2 separate regions of the Gossypium arboreum genome follow, and region 2 is linked to region 1. Evidence: chromatin contacts called from public Hi-C data. All regions are on one chromosome and are shown on one strand. Each heading gives the region's core, a stretch centred on a gene start, on an enhancer-like site or on the middle of the called end of the contact. The rest is flanking DNA. Distances are from core to core; before and after follow the strand shown. Region 1 holds the start of LOC108466801. Region 2 holds the start of LOC108464877 (DELLA protein GAIP-B-like).

The links. Hi-C and Micro-C count contacts between places; a contact is called where the count stands out from the background.
Region 2: a contact with region 1 is called in a Hi-C map of leaf, with 2.1 times the contacts expected there. The contact joins the promoter of LOC108464877 here to the promoter of LOC108466801 in region 1. A contact is called at or near these places in 2 of 5 Hi-C or Micro-C datasets (both in leaf).

The regions. Positions count from the first base shown.
Region 1 is chr2:75,714,994-75,722,353 of ASM2569848v2, reverse strand. LOC108466801 reads left to right here and starts at 2,616. Exons shown (of 7, transcript XM_017767164.2): 1 at 2,616-3,451; 2 at 3,542-3,805; 3 at 4,575-5,091; 4 at 5,184-5,383; 5 at 5,471-5,583; 6 at 5,663-5,803; 7 at 5,893-6,162. The coding sequence starts at 2,912. The coding sequence ends at 5,974. LOC128289169 (a long non-coding RNA gene) reads right to left here and starts at 4,135. Exons shown (of 2, transcript XR_008278878.1): 1 at 3,561-4,135; 2 at 2,997-3,440.
Region 2 is chr2:75,879,788-75,887,147 of ASM2569848v2, reverse strand. LOC108464877 (DELLA protein GAIP-B-like) reads left to right here and starts at 3,598. Exons shown (of 1, transcript XM_017765155.2): 1 at 3,598-6,132. The coding sequence starts at 3,960. The coding sequence ends at 5,810. LOC128284836 (protein MAINTENANCE OF MERISTEMS-like) reads right to left here and starts at 2,187. Exons shown (of 3, transcript XM_053022420.1): 1 at 2,128-2,187; 2 at 1,293-1,916; 3 at 696-869. The coding sequence starts at 2,187. The coding sequence ends at 696.

The sequences.
Region 1 (7,360 bases), core at 1,367-3,866:
AAAGTTGTTAAACGGGAACACATCTTTAGGGGTGAGCGTTCGATCGAATTGAATGAAAAAATTTTAAGTTAATCGAGTTAATGAATCATATTTTATCATCCTAATTTGATTTGAAATTTTCTCGAATCGAGTTGAGTAAGATGAAATCCGAATCGAGTGAATCGAATATATTTGTTCGAGTTAAATTTTAAAAAATAATTTTGGGTCCTTGTAACCACTGTCACCCATCGTAATAAAATTTGTCCACCTTAATCAAATTTTTTATTAACTTTCATCACCTCATAATTTATTTATTAAACTTTTATATACGTGTTAGTTTCTTTGCTTGCTTAGTTGTTTCAATTATCTTCAAATTCTTGTCAATATATATTTTGGAATTAAAAAATATATTAAATGTAAAAATATGATTTTTTAATAAAAGTTATTTTAAAGATAAAATGTGAAATTGATACAAATATAAAATTTTAATATTAATATTTAATGGCATAATTAATAATTCAATTTTAATATAAATATTCAATTTGACTAAACAATTCAATAATATAAATAATATAAAATGTGAAATTTAATTTAATAATATAAATAGTAGATATAAATAAAATTATTACTATTTATGTTTAGTGATTTTTTGGATAATTTTGATTATTTATTTGAGAGTAAAAGGTGAGAAGTAAAAGTTTAGGGGGAAAATAAAAAGTTTTGGGGATTAAAAGTTTGAGAGAAAGTAAATAAATAGGGGGAGTAAAATTTTGGAGGGAAAATATTAAAAAAATTGAGGGGGGGCGATGGGTTTGGGTAGATGGGAGGTGAGATGAGAAGGAAGTAAAAATTTTAGGGGAAAAGTAGGAAGGAGTAAAAATTCTAGGGAAAAATAAAAAGTTTTGAGGGTTTTTGGAAGTAAAATTTTGAGAAAAAGTAAATTGGATAGTAAAATTTTGGTGGGTAATGGATTTGGGGTAAATTGGGGGGTTAAGATGGAAGGGGAGTAAAAGTTTTGAGAGAAAGCGAGAATGAGTAAAAATTTTGAGGGAAAAGTAAAAAGGTTTGGAAGTTTGGGGTAAAAATATAAAATATTATAGTTTGATATTCGAATTATTCGAATACTCGATTCGACTCAAAATTCGAAAAAAATTCAAGTTGACTCGAATAACTCGATTCATTTAACTCAAAATCCGATTTTTTTTTCAATTCTTTCAAATCGAATCGAGTTTTGCTCACCTCTACTCACCTTAAAACTAAAATTAAAAGCAAACAAATGAAGATCAACCCAGCAAAAATGAAGATCAACCCAGCAGCAGAAAAGCAATAATTAAGAGCTTTTGAGAGGTAAAATTGCTAAGAAAAAAGAGAGAGGAAATTTAAAGCAAAGCTGAAAACTACTCAATTACAAACAAACAAAAAAAATTAAAACTTCCCAGCAATATATTAAAGACCTAACAATACCCGGAAAAAACCAAAAAAAATCCCAAGATCCTTGAAGCTAAAGAAACTGAAATTAAAAGGATTTTCAAAGTGGGTTAAACACAAGGCAATTGGTAACTAAAAACAAAGAAAAAAAAGGAATCCTGTATTTTTTATTCTTCTTTATGTACAGTGTTTTATCACTTTTTTTTTTCTTACTTTTGACTGCTACACTTAGGTGCCATTTCTAGGTCGAAAAGGAGGCGAACTGTCGGCGACGATGGAAGTAGCAATTTAGGCTGAGGAGAAAGAAAAAAGAAGAAGAGAGAGAGGAAGGAAGAAACAAAAAAAGGAAATTAATTACAAGAAAAAAAAATTAGGGGAGAAAAGTCAAAAGAAAAAATAGGTTTTTTTTTTAATTTTTTTTTAAATTAATCACATCATTTATGCCATATACCACAATTTTATTCCACTATTTATCTCGAACTTAACGGAGTTAAATTTAAATACCGATTTAATTGATAAAACAAAATTCAAATACCAATATAGAACAGAAAAATTATAAATTTCAATATAAGAGAAATGAATAAATTTAAGAACTAATTTTATATTTAACCCTTCTCTTTTCTTTAACTTTCCTCAACCAATCCTTTGCCTTGTTCTGGATGAGTGCATAAACCAACAGGTTCTCGGTGAAAAAATAACCCTAGTCACGTATTCGTTTTTATCAAACATTTGTGGTGTATTCGGTGGAAAAATATTCCATAATTTCATACACACTTCACAAATAAGTTGACCTTCTGAGAAAATATTAAAAAATAAAATGGATATTTGTCCCACTGTCTTTTAACGGGATAGTTTTTATATATAGGTATATATACAGAATTTAATTTTGTATTCTCAATAAAATTAAAAACTTTTCTAGTATCCTTAGTTAAATTAATTTGATGGATTTTTATTTAATCGGATCATAAATTAATTTAATTTTAATTAAATAAATTATTAAAATTTTATAAAAAATTAAAAATCTAGAATTCCAACAATTTTGGTATCTTTAAATTAAATTTAAAATAAAAATAGTAAATAAATGATTTATAGCAGTTTGTGTAATTCTTTTTAATTATTGAGCAGCTCATAATGATTTTAATGTTTCGCTCATAAATTTTTGGTAGACATTTTTTTTATAAAAATTATGCAATATTGAATTCCAGTAGCAACCAGAAAAGAATATGCTGTTGTTTTCTTTTAATCCAGAAAAAAATATGAAATGCAACATGCACAAGGAGAAGAAAAAGTATAGTAATGCTTTCAATAAAAGAAAACAAGAAAAATATCAAGCTATTTGGAAGTTTGTTCATAGATATTTTTCTTTTTCCTGGATAGAAACTGGATTGTATTGTAGGGTTATAGTTCATTGGTTTAAGCGGGTTCATCTTATCTTCCCCAACTTCATCGTTCTAGACACCATCCTTCCACATCTTTCTTCAGACAAACCCTGGAACAAAAATCCATGGCTTCCACTTCAACATCCTTGATACCCTTACGAGGACGTGGTCGAAAAGCCAGTTTCTCTTCATCACCAGCAAAAACTGCACTAAAAAAAGCGTTGAGATTTTCATTTTCGTCAAAGTCAAGTGTAGTTATATGCGTTAAATCTTCTAGCGGTGCAGTGAAATATAATGAAGTGGTTGTTGATGAAGAGATGGACAAGATTAGGAGACTTCAAAATGGGTCCGATGTTCGAGGGGTTGCACTGGAAGGTGAAAAGGGTCGAACCGTGGACCTTACCCCACCAGCCGTGGAAGCCATAGCCGAGAGCTTCGGAGAGTGGATTATCAAGGCCTTGGAAAAGGAACGAGGACGTCCAGTGGAAGATGTTACAGTATCACTTGGCAAAGACCCTCGAATATCAGGAGCATCTCTGAGTGTAGCAGTATTTGCAGGCCTTGCTCGAGCTGGCTGCTTGACATTTGAGATGGGCCTTGCTACTACACCAGCTTGTTTTATGAGCACATTGCTGCCACCATTTGCTTACGATGCTTCAATCATGGTAGAGTAAAAAAAGCAGTCTTAACTAAAATCTGTGTTGAAAAAAATGTTAAATCAACTATGGTAAATTTGTATGTAATTTGTGTTGCAGATGACGGCTTCTCACTTACCCTACACTCGCAATGGTCTGAAATTTTTTACAAAGAAAGGAGGTTTAACTTCGCCTGAAGTGGAAGAGATATGTGACGAAGCTGCTCGTAAGTACGCCAACAGGCTCACAAAAGTGTCGACCATGCTTAACTCTCCTCCAAAAAAGGTTGACTTCATGAGGGCTTACGCAAAGCACCTACGGGACATTATCAAGGAGAGAGTGAACCATCCTATTCATTATGATACTCCACTCAAAGGATTCCAGGTTTTATCTCTATCTTTTGGTGTGCTTGCCATTTGTTTACATGTATTTTTCTACGTTAAATATTGCATTTTACCATGGAACTCTATTCGGTTCACTCTTTCTTTTTGCATCCAATTAGAAATAGTAGGAAACTTCAAATATAAATCATATGGTGCTTGTTAGGCCGTTGGCTTGTCGAAAAGGGAACATGATTTATTTTATCCTCTAATTTTATAAAATAAGTTATTTTAGTTATTTATTTAATTTTCTTTTATCTCTTTTAATTTTTAAATTTGTATTATTTATTAAATCACTTTAAAATATATGAAAAAATTAATGTGGTTGACTTTGCTCACGTTATTTAAAATTTTAAAATTTTTAAAAATTATTTTAAAAATTAAATACTTTTAAAATTAGTAAAAAGTATAAAAATTATAATAAAATATTTTTAAATTTTAAAAATAATTAATTGCTGACGTGGATGTCATATATTAACTTTTGATCTATTTTAGGTGATTTGATAAATAATATAAATTTAATGAGACAAAAATTAAATAAAGAATTAAAATAATTTTTTTTATAAATTTAGAAGGACAAATTAGCCATTATCCATCCAAAAACAGGCCAAGTTTTCGTGTGGTCAAGAATTCTTCTAGTAAGAGGGCCATATCCGTGGAGATCAGGCTAAGGGCTTAGTTTGCTGAAGATCCTAGCCCACGTAACACAGTGGCAATATATTTATGCATCGTTACAAGCTAATTAATTGCCTTGACATTACACCTGATTGCAGATAATTGTAAACGCTGGAAATGGATCAGGAGGTTTCTTCACATGGGATGTGTTAGACCAGCTTGGCGCAGATACATTTGGTTCTCTACATCTCAACCCTAATGGGATGTTCCCCAATCACATCCCCAATCCCGAAGACAAAACTGCAATGGCATTAACCCGAGCCGCTGTGCTAGAAAACACAGCTGATCTCGGCATTGTTTTCGACACTGACGTAGACCGCAGCGGTGTGGTCGACAACAATGGAAATCCCATCAATGGTGACAAGCTTATAGCCCTCATGTCCGCCGTTGTTTTGAAAGAACATCCCGGTACCACCATTGTTACTGATGCTCGTACAAGTTTGGAACTTACAAGGTTTATCACTGATAGAGGCGGCCATCATTGCTTGTATCGTGTCGGTTACCGGAATGTTATCGATAAGGGGGTTCACTTGAACCAGGATGGCGTTGAAACACATCTCATGATGGAAACTTCAGGACATGGTGCACTCAAAGAGAACTATTTCCTGGACGATGGTCGGAAACACACCTCTTGTTTCTTAATGATCTTTTTTTAATTGGTTTCCAGGGTTGAATTAATCTAAGGTTTTGATTTTCAATTCCTTTAGGGGCTTACATGGTAGTGAAAATCATCATTGAAATGGTACGCATGACGCTTGAGGGATCAGATGAAGGAATAGGTAGTCTAATAAAAGATCTTGAAGAGCCATTAGAGTCCATAGAGCTTAGGATGAATATCATCTCCGAGCCTAAATATGCGAAGGCAAGAGGTAGAGAGGTGATTGAAGCATTTCGGTCCTACATTGAGGTATCATACATCTCGTAAAATGAGAAGAAAATAATAAATAAATGAACAAAACTGAACTTCATCTGCTAATATTTAATTGCTTTGCAGGAATGTCAGCTTAAAGGATGGGAATTAGACGCTTGTGGAGATTGCTGGGTAAGCGAAGGTTGTCTTGTCGACTCGAACGACAGTCCAGCTGCCATTGATGCTCACATGTACAGGTACCACAAAACATCTCTATCAGATTCTTAGCATTTACAAACAATTGTTTCAACCGAAGTTGTGTTTTGATGTCTATAGGGCTAAAGTTTCAAATGAAAAAAATGATGAGATTGGTTGGGTACACATAAGGCAGAGTATCCACAACCCAAATATTGCTATAAACATGCAATCATCAGTTCCGGGAGGCTGTCAACTAATGACAAAAGTTTTCAGAGACAAGTAAGGCAAATTAATTAACTAAAATATCTATTATGTTGAATTTTGCTTTCTCTGTGATTAATATTGTTGATGACCTTGAGGATTTCCAGGTTTCTCTTGGCAAGTGGAATGGACAAAATCCTTGACTTTTCTCAGGTCGACAAGTATGCCAAACTTGGGAAAATGGGCTAAGCTATGATTCAATTACATAATTTGTATATATAGCATATGGGAACATCCAACGAAATTGTACCCTATCTGTGTATTGTTTGACATATACCGAGGTTGTATTTCAATGTATAATGAAGACTGTATACTATACTATTGCTGTTTCCTCATTTTGGAAATTAGAAGAAAAAAATTACTATTAACTTATGATATGAGGAGATTGCTCACTTCTTCCTCCTCTCTGAAAATTATTTCACACAGCGTTGTGTATTTTCATGAGTATTCAATATTATGGATATTTTTGTTTCAAAAAATTATTAGGGTTATTTTGATAATTAAATAAAAATTAATTTCATTTAAAGAGATTCATGCATTAAATGAATTTATTTACTAAATAAAATGATTTCAATGAAAACCTATATGGTCATATTTAAAAATAATGGAATCATAAAAGCACTTGCACTTTTTAATAAAAGATTGCATATTAATATAATGTTTATTATTTTTATATAAATATTTAAATAATACAAAAATACAATGTCTCAAGCCTATCATTTTATTTAAAATTTAATTTTAATGGAATTTTTGTTATAAATATAATTTAAATAATAATTTTATTATTAATATTATTTCTTTATTATAATTATTTTATCGAGCTTCTGTATTGAAAAAATATATTTTAAGATATATTTATCCTAATGATTAAATTACAATTTCTAGTATTTTAAATTGATTAATTTTTTTAAAATTTTAATATTTAAAATTTTCATCAACTATACCAGGGTTCCAAAATTATGAGTCAAATTCTAAACGGATTCTAAAGTTGAAATGTTTTAATTAATTTCTCAATTATGAATCAAATTCAATTAGTATCGTTTAAAATTTATTGATCAAATTTACCCATAATTTAAGATAATTAATCCTAATTTTAACTTTTTAGAATTTAATATTTTCTCGGTCTAATATTATTTTATTTGTGAGACTATTGAGACAAGGTTTAACATAAATAGGGGTGTGTTAAAAAAAATTCTAAACCGAAAAACTGAAGTGAATCAAATAAAATTTCTATTTTTTGGTTTATTTGGTTTTTTAATTTAATTGATTTTCTTATTCAGTTTAATTAGTTTATTCAATTGATTTTGATTTTGACATTTTAAATTGAAACCGATTAAATCGATTAATGTCACAATCCATTTACTTACATAAACCCAAATTTAAATATTAAATCTAAATACCCATTAAAATTTAAAACTCAAATTGATAATTTGAATTTTTTATGATATTTATTTTAATTTTTATCATTTAATATATAAAACAACTCAAATTGATATATATTTGTTAAGAACGGTAAAAGACATGAAAATTGTATGTTGGCCGTGTAAGAAAATAAATATTTTTGAGTTTATTAAA
Region 2 (7,360 bases), core at 2,349-4,848, 160 kb before region 1:
AATCACTGTCCGTGGCGGTCAGAATCAGTGCCACATAGGGGTCGTCGAAGGGTCCGTGCTGGATTCCTTCTTCGATCAGGTTCCGGCGAGGGTTGTGGTTCCTCCGACAAGGGATCTAGTTGTGGTTGTTAGTAGGATGACCCACCTTGATAGAATAATGATTGCGGAGGTGTTTGCGTCACCCATGGCAAAGGTGTTTAAATATCATAAGGTGATGGAGATTGGTAGAAAGAAGAGCTCTCCGATGGTGCCTTGTGCGATCCCTTATGTGACGGTGGCCTATAGATCGGAGGTTGACTCAGAGTAATCGAGAACGAAGATGATCCGGGCCATAAATTTCAACCTACCATAGGACTAGGAAAAGGAAACATATAAGGGTTAGGATATATATAAGGGCTAGGATACGCACCTGGCATAATCTGAGAAGGCTGTGATGTGGGTGTTGTCCGCTAAATTGTTGGGCCTGATGATTGTGTGGGTGCTATTGATGGGCTTGCGTCGTCGTCCATTCTTCTTGGATTTAAAGGGCCTCGTCGTTCCCTTTGGGCACGAATTTGTCGTCCCCTCTCCTCTTCCGACAATAAATATAGCTTGTCATGGATCCTAAACCATGGCATGTATTCCGCTACACACGCTAACTCTGGAACGATGATCGGTTCCCGAGTAGGTATATAATCATACCGATTTTCCCACATTTAGATATAGTGTGACCAGAATCTAGGCCAATTCGTATGCAGTTGTCGTAAATTGACTTTGTGCTCGTCATCAAACACTTCGGGTGCCACGAGAATCGGTTGTCGGAATCCAAATTGTCGCAATACTCTATCTAGCTGGTGCATCTCCACGGTAGCATAGTTCACCAATGGGACCTTTACATGCCAAACATTTGGATTTTGAAAGAATTCATCCGGAATTACTGCCCGAATTGCCGGATCCTCGTATGGTGTCCATTGAAACTATATGAACATGATAAAAATATTACTTATATACATAATACTAAATACAAAATACTAAATACGAAACGATTATTTTATTATGTATATATATTTTATTTAATACTTACTTTTGCTTTCGATCATTGGTCTAATAGAAGTCGTATATCTTCGAGAGAGGTAAGTATTCCGACATAACTCGCCGAATGGTTCCACCTAATTAAATAAATTTTTAGCATAAAATTATATTCTAAATCTACGTAATAATTGTAAAATCTAATATAAAACTTACCTCGTTATGAGTGGAAATGTATATAGGTGGTCGACTCGAAGACGTAAAAATGGAAAGAAAAATATTGCCCATGATTGCAGTAGTGATAGGCAGCCTCCTATTTTGGCTTTGTTCGGTCGCGTCGCCCCGTACAACGCGGCAGACCCCCAACTCAATTCACCGGCTGCTCTAAAATCTACGAGTTTCAGCAGCCATCTCAGATGTATGAGGTTTCTTGACAAGTCCGGCATCCAATAACCTCCAATTATCTCAAGAATATATGCCCAAGCATATCGTATTCTTTCGAGTTCAGTCACATCATTATCCGGCTCCGGGAATGTGTATCGTAACCATCCCATCTCGATTCGACCTCCGTTAATTTTATCCGGTATAGCACCCAAAAGCTCGTAGCATATGGCTCCCCAATCAGTAGATGATGCGGACCCAGTGATTGCGTACCCATCCACCGGCAATCCCAATTGCAAATGCACGTCTTTTAGAGTGATAGTACACTCTCCGCATGGAAGATGAAAAGTGTGCATCTCGGGTCTCCACCTCTCTATCAATGCACTGATTAGTTTCGGGTCCAACTTGCACCCCCGGCATATCGTGGCCACGTGCCAAAATCCCGCTTTTCGCAAGTAATTCTCGATCAACGATGATAGAGGACCAAACATATTACGGATGTAGCATTGCAACACCCGATCTACAGACTATTATAAAAATTTATAAAACAAAAATTAATTAAAATTGCATAAATTAATTAATGCAAACATCATAAATGAAAAAAAAATCAAGCAGTATTGAAATTGTAATTATAATTACATAAATGAATAAAATATCAAATAGTATTGCAAATTTAATTAAATTTGCATAAATTAAAATAATATCGAATAGTATTGAAAATTTAAAATTATCACTTACCATTGTCATTTGATCAACGGAGATGTGCTTATTATCGAGACGGATTAATTCTCCAGCCATTTTTAACACGATCGGATTTTTTTAATTTAAAAAAATTAAATTCAAAAAAATTTTAAACAAAGAAATTGATAGAATTTTGAGAAAATTTCAATGAAATTTGATAGATTTTTGAAGGGAATATTGAAAGAATGTTGAGAATCATGAGAGAATTGTGTGAAAAATAATTAAAGGGAAAGGAATTTTGAGAGAATTATAGAAATTTGAGAGATTTGTGTGAAAAAATGATTTGGGGGGGTTTTATAGGTTTTTTTTTGGACAGTTGAAAGCCAACAGTAAAAAATTTGACCGTTACACGGGCAAAACTCTCCCCAAGGGGAGCGCTTTGCTGACACGTACTCTGAAATCGCGCTTACGTGGAAGCGTTTTCGTGGGAAACGGCCTAATCCGGTAAATAACGCAAAAAATGACTTATTTCCGTAATTATATTATTTAAATGGCATATTTGAGTAAAACGCCCCCAAAAAAAAATATATATATATATATATATGTATTCCATTCATATTTAACAAACATGGCAATAAAGCATACCTTATATTTTGATAATTCTATTATTAAAGGTAATTTTATATTTTGTGAAACGAACACTTTTAAATATTTTCTTTAAAGTTATAAGTACAATTATAGTTGTAATTCCAAATATAATAACAAAAAGAATTATAAAAGAAATTAACTATTACAAAACATGATTGGACTAATAAATAAAATATATCTGAACTGAGGCTAAAACATGTCTAAATTATATTCTAACTAAATAAACCAAATAATGTAATACAATATGCTTGAAATTTGTTAAGTAATCTTGTATTCTAATAATTTATCACAAGTAATGTTATATTTCATTAACCAAACTCTCTTTAATTTTTTTTAAAGTTACAAGTACAATTTGAATTACAATTCCAGAAATAATTATAACAAAATTAATGGTCGGAGTAAAACTCTCTATTTTTCCTCTAAAATTAAAATATATTAAAATCACATAATTTACAAAATATAAAATTTACCTTTAGCCTAAACATATATTTTTGTTCAAAATATATTCAGATCCGACCTGTTAATTTAGAAATGTAACACAAAGATAATAGGTAAGGTGAATTTTAATAAAGGTAGTTATACTTTATAAGAATTCAACTCTTCACTTAAATTAGAAGGTTACGCTACTAAGCTGGTCCTAAGCTGCGAATTGTAATTATGACCTTTTAATTCTAAAATAATAAGATGGGTTAAACCTAGTAACCAAACAGAAATTTAGCTGTAAAATAATATTAATTCAACTCTGAAAAAGTTTAACTATAAAAGGTAAAAAGAAAATAAATTGAAGTGGGGATGACAAGTAAACAGGTCCCACAATAGTTGTACTGCATTTTGTAAAAATAATAAATAATTTGGAAAAGGGAGGGTAAAAATGTATATTTCCCTCTTATTCGTTTGAGCTGTAGTTAGCCTCTGTGGGTTCATTGGAGGTCGCGCCCATCACGAGCGTTTTTCTTTAAATTTAATTTAATTTTGGGTTTTGATTCCTTTTTTTTTCTTCTTTCAACATATATTTATTTAAAATCTTTTTTTCTTTTTTTCTTTTTTATGTAATTGCTCTGATGATGAAGTGGGAGTAGTAGGGAAAAACCAAGCAAAACCCCCCAATCCCCAATGCTCAGATTCTTCACCCATTCATCTTTTTTCTTTGGTTTTTGAGCATCACCACACAAATCCATAGATACCTCCCCTCCACCCCCCTCTCAACCCACAATTTTACACACGAGAAATTTATCACAATCATGAAGCGAGACCACAATCATCTCCAACCCAACCCAGACCCCTCTTCTCTCCGCGGCGCTCCTTCAACCGGAAAGGCCAAGGTTTGGGACGAAGAATCCGCCCAACAAGACTGTGGGATGGATGAGCTTTTGGCGGTTTTGGGTTACAAGGTCAAAACTTCAGACATGGCTGAAGTGGCTCAAAAGCTTGAGCAGTTGGAGGAGGTTATGTGTAATGTTCAAGATGATGGGATTTCTCACCTTGCTTCTGAAACTGTTCATTATAATCCTTCCGATCTGTCGACTTGGCTCGAGAGCATGCTCTCTGAACTTAACCCTCCCTCCACTTTTGATCCTTTTGGCGCTGCTGGGACGGCGGCGGCGGCGTTGGATGATTCGTTTCTTGGCCCCGCTGAGTCCTCAACTTTGACGACGTTGGATTTCGACAACATCAATCGGAAACATCAGAAATCTGGTCAACAAATCTTTGAGGAAGCTTCCTGCTCCGATTACGATCTCAAAGCCATTCCTGGTAAGGCTATTTATTCTCAAAATACCCAACCCCAAACCCACGATTCCTCATCTTCTTCCACACCCACCAACGTTAAATCTGAAAAACGCTTCAAATCCACATCCGGGCCGCCCTCGCCCTCGGATATCTTCCCCCCTCCTCCTCCTCCCGCTGCTGCTTCCTATGGAATTCCGACTGCTTCAACTCGTCCCGTGGTCCTGGTTGACTCGCAAGAAAATGGAATCCGGCTTGTCCATGCTTTGATGGCATGTGCGGAAGCTGTCCAGCAAAACAATCTTAATCTAGCTGAAGCTTTAGTTAAACAAATTGGGTTCCTAGCGATTTCTCAAGCTGGGGCTATGAGAAAAGTGGCTACTTATTTTGCGGAAGCATTAGCCCGAAGGATTTACAGATTTTATCCTCAAAACCCACTCGACCACTCTTTTTCAGATGTTCTTCACATGCACTTTTACGAGACTTGCCCCTATCTCAAGTTCGCTCATTTCACCGCTAACCAAGCTATTCTCGAAGCTTTTGAGGGCAAAAAAAGAGTCCATGTTATCGATTTCTCAATGAACCAAGGCATGCAATGGCCTGCTTTGATGCAAGCTTTAGCGTTAAGAGTTGGTGGTCCGCCAGCTTTTAGGTTAACTGGGATCGGACCTCCTAGCCACGACAACTCAGATCACTTGCAGGAAGTTGGCTGTAAGTTGGCTCAGTTTGCCAAAAAGATTCACGTGGAGTTCGAGTATCGTGGGTTCGTGGCTAATTCGTTGGCCGATTTGGATGCTTCAATGCTTGATCTCAGGCCGAGTGAAGTTGAAGCCGTGGCCGTTAACTCGGTTTTCGAGTTACATAAATTGTTGGCTCGGCCTGGTGCCATCGACAAAGTCTTTTCTGTGGTGAAACAAATGAAGCCTGAACTTGTTACCATCGTTGAGCAAGAAGCGAACCACAACGGTCCTGTTTTCTTAGACCGGTTCACTGAGTCATTACATTTTTACTCGACGCTTTTTGATTCGTTGGAGGGGTCGGTGAGCAGTCAGGATAAGGTTATGTCGGAGGTGTATTTGGGGAAACAGATATGCAATGTGGTGGCCTGTGAAGGGGTGGACCGAATCGAGAGGCACGAGTCGCTGACTCAGTGGAGAAACCGGTTGAGTACGGCGGGGTTTTCACCGGTTCATTTGGGTTCGAACGCGTTCAAGCAAGCTAGTATGTTGTTGGCCCTTTTTGCAGGCGGAGATGGATATGGGGTGGAAGAGAACAACGGGTGTTTGATGCTGGGATGGCACAACCGCCCACTCATTACAACTTCAGCTTGGAAGCTCACCAACAAAACCACCGCCATAAGCCAGTAAAATTTATTTATTTTTAATGAGTCGACTCAATGAGTCTAAGAAGAATCCCAACTCAGTCTGGTCCCTCCCTAGTACGAAACCCTTATCTTTAATTTCTGTCAATGTTGGCTTCTGAACTGGTTGCCTTTCCAGTTTGCCACTCGCTTTTTATCATTTTTCTAATTTTCAGCTCTCTTTCTGTTTAGGTTAAATTTTTTTTCTTGGGGAAATCTTTTTGTATTTTCAGGGTGAATCACTAAAAGGGTTAATGTATTTATTATAAATATGTTATATAGCGTTGCTGAAAAATAAAAAAGAAATTGCAGAGGGGTTTAGTTGAAAACCCAACATTTTCTTCTCTAAATAATAAAAATTGGACTGCAAATATCCCCAGATTGCTGGCAGCACTGAAAAATTGCCAAATCTGTGATACCCTACTTTTAGGCATTGAATCAAACACAATGAAAGCGTTTGAAGATATAAAACTATTACATTAGCAGGGCAACAACTATTACCCTTTTCTTCAATGTCAGCAGAAGCAGAATCATATAAAAGAAAAATGCTCACTTCACTTAAATGTCAAGTTCTTAATGATGGTATTAACTTTATTTAAAAAGCTTTTCACTTTCTTATCTTCTTCTTTTTATAGTTATGTTGGTGGGAAAACATTTTCACTGTTAAAAGCCTTTTTACCCTATTTTTTCGTATGTGGGTGTACTACTTCCTTTTTTTCGCTATGAATTTTGCTTTCTTGATTGTGATTGCCAGTTTGCAGTGTCTTTAATCTTTTCAAACATTTGATGACTGCCAGCTAATTCATCCATTCTCACTTTGTTACTTGTTCTAAATCATTGCATCCATCCTCTCTTCGATTCTATGGGAATTTCATGTTTTCCCCAATTCATCCTTGCACTTGTATTCCAATTTTGAAATTTATTCTAACATCTTAATTTGTTATTTTCACATTATGCTTATAAAAAGTCACGTTACTTTAGTTAATAGATTTAAAAGCGGTTAAAATTTCAACTATAACTTACAAATTTTATAGGATTAATAGTAGAATTTGACTTAACGATTTTAATTGCTAGATATTGAGTCAAAACCTGAGCAATATGAAGATTAAAAATCAAAATTTGAAATGCAAAGGAAATAAATGAATTCTAATATATAATAAAATCTATATATATATATCAAAAATTAATATTCTAACATCCAACATAAATTATATATTATAAGTTCAATAATAAATATTGTATAAACTTAACGAATTTATTGCAGGTTAAAATTTTAAAATTGGAATAGTATAAAAGTTTAGGACTTAATTCTTTCTAATCTCTAAACCACAAACATATTTTGTGAAAGGAAAAGGAAAACATAAGAAGGAAGGTATATTAAATAGCCAAAATTCTCCAAAAAGGGGAGTGGGAGGGAAAGCAAATCCCAAAGGTGAGTTGGGATGTCATGGTGTCAATATCTAAATAGGATCTGTTGCCCACTACATTTGTTGGATCCTCAAAGAAGAAGTCACCATCTTTCATGGGTTTTAGCCACTTGTTCTCTAAGAACCTCTT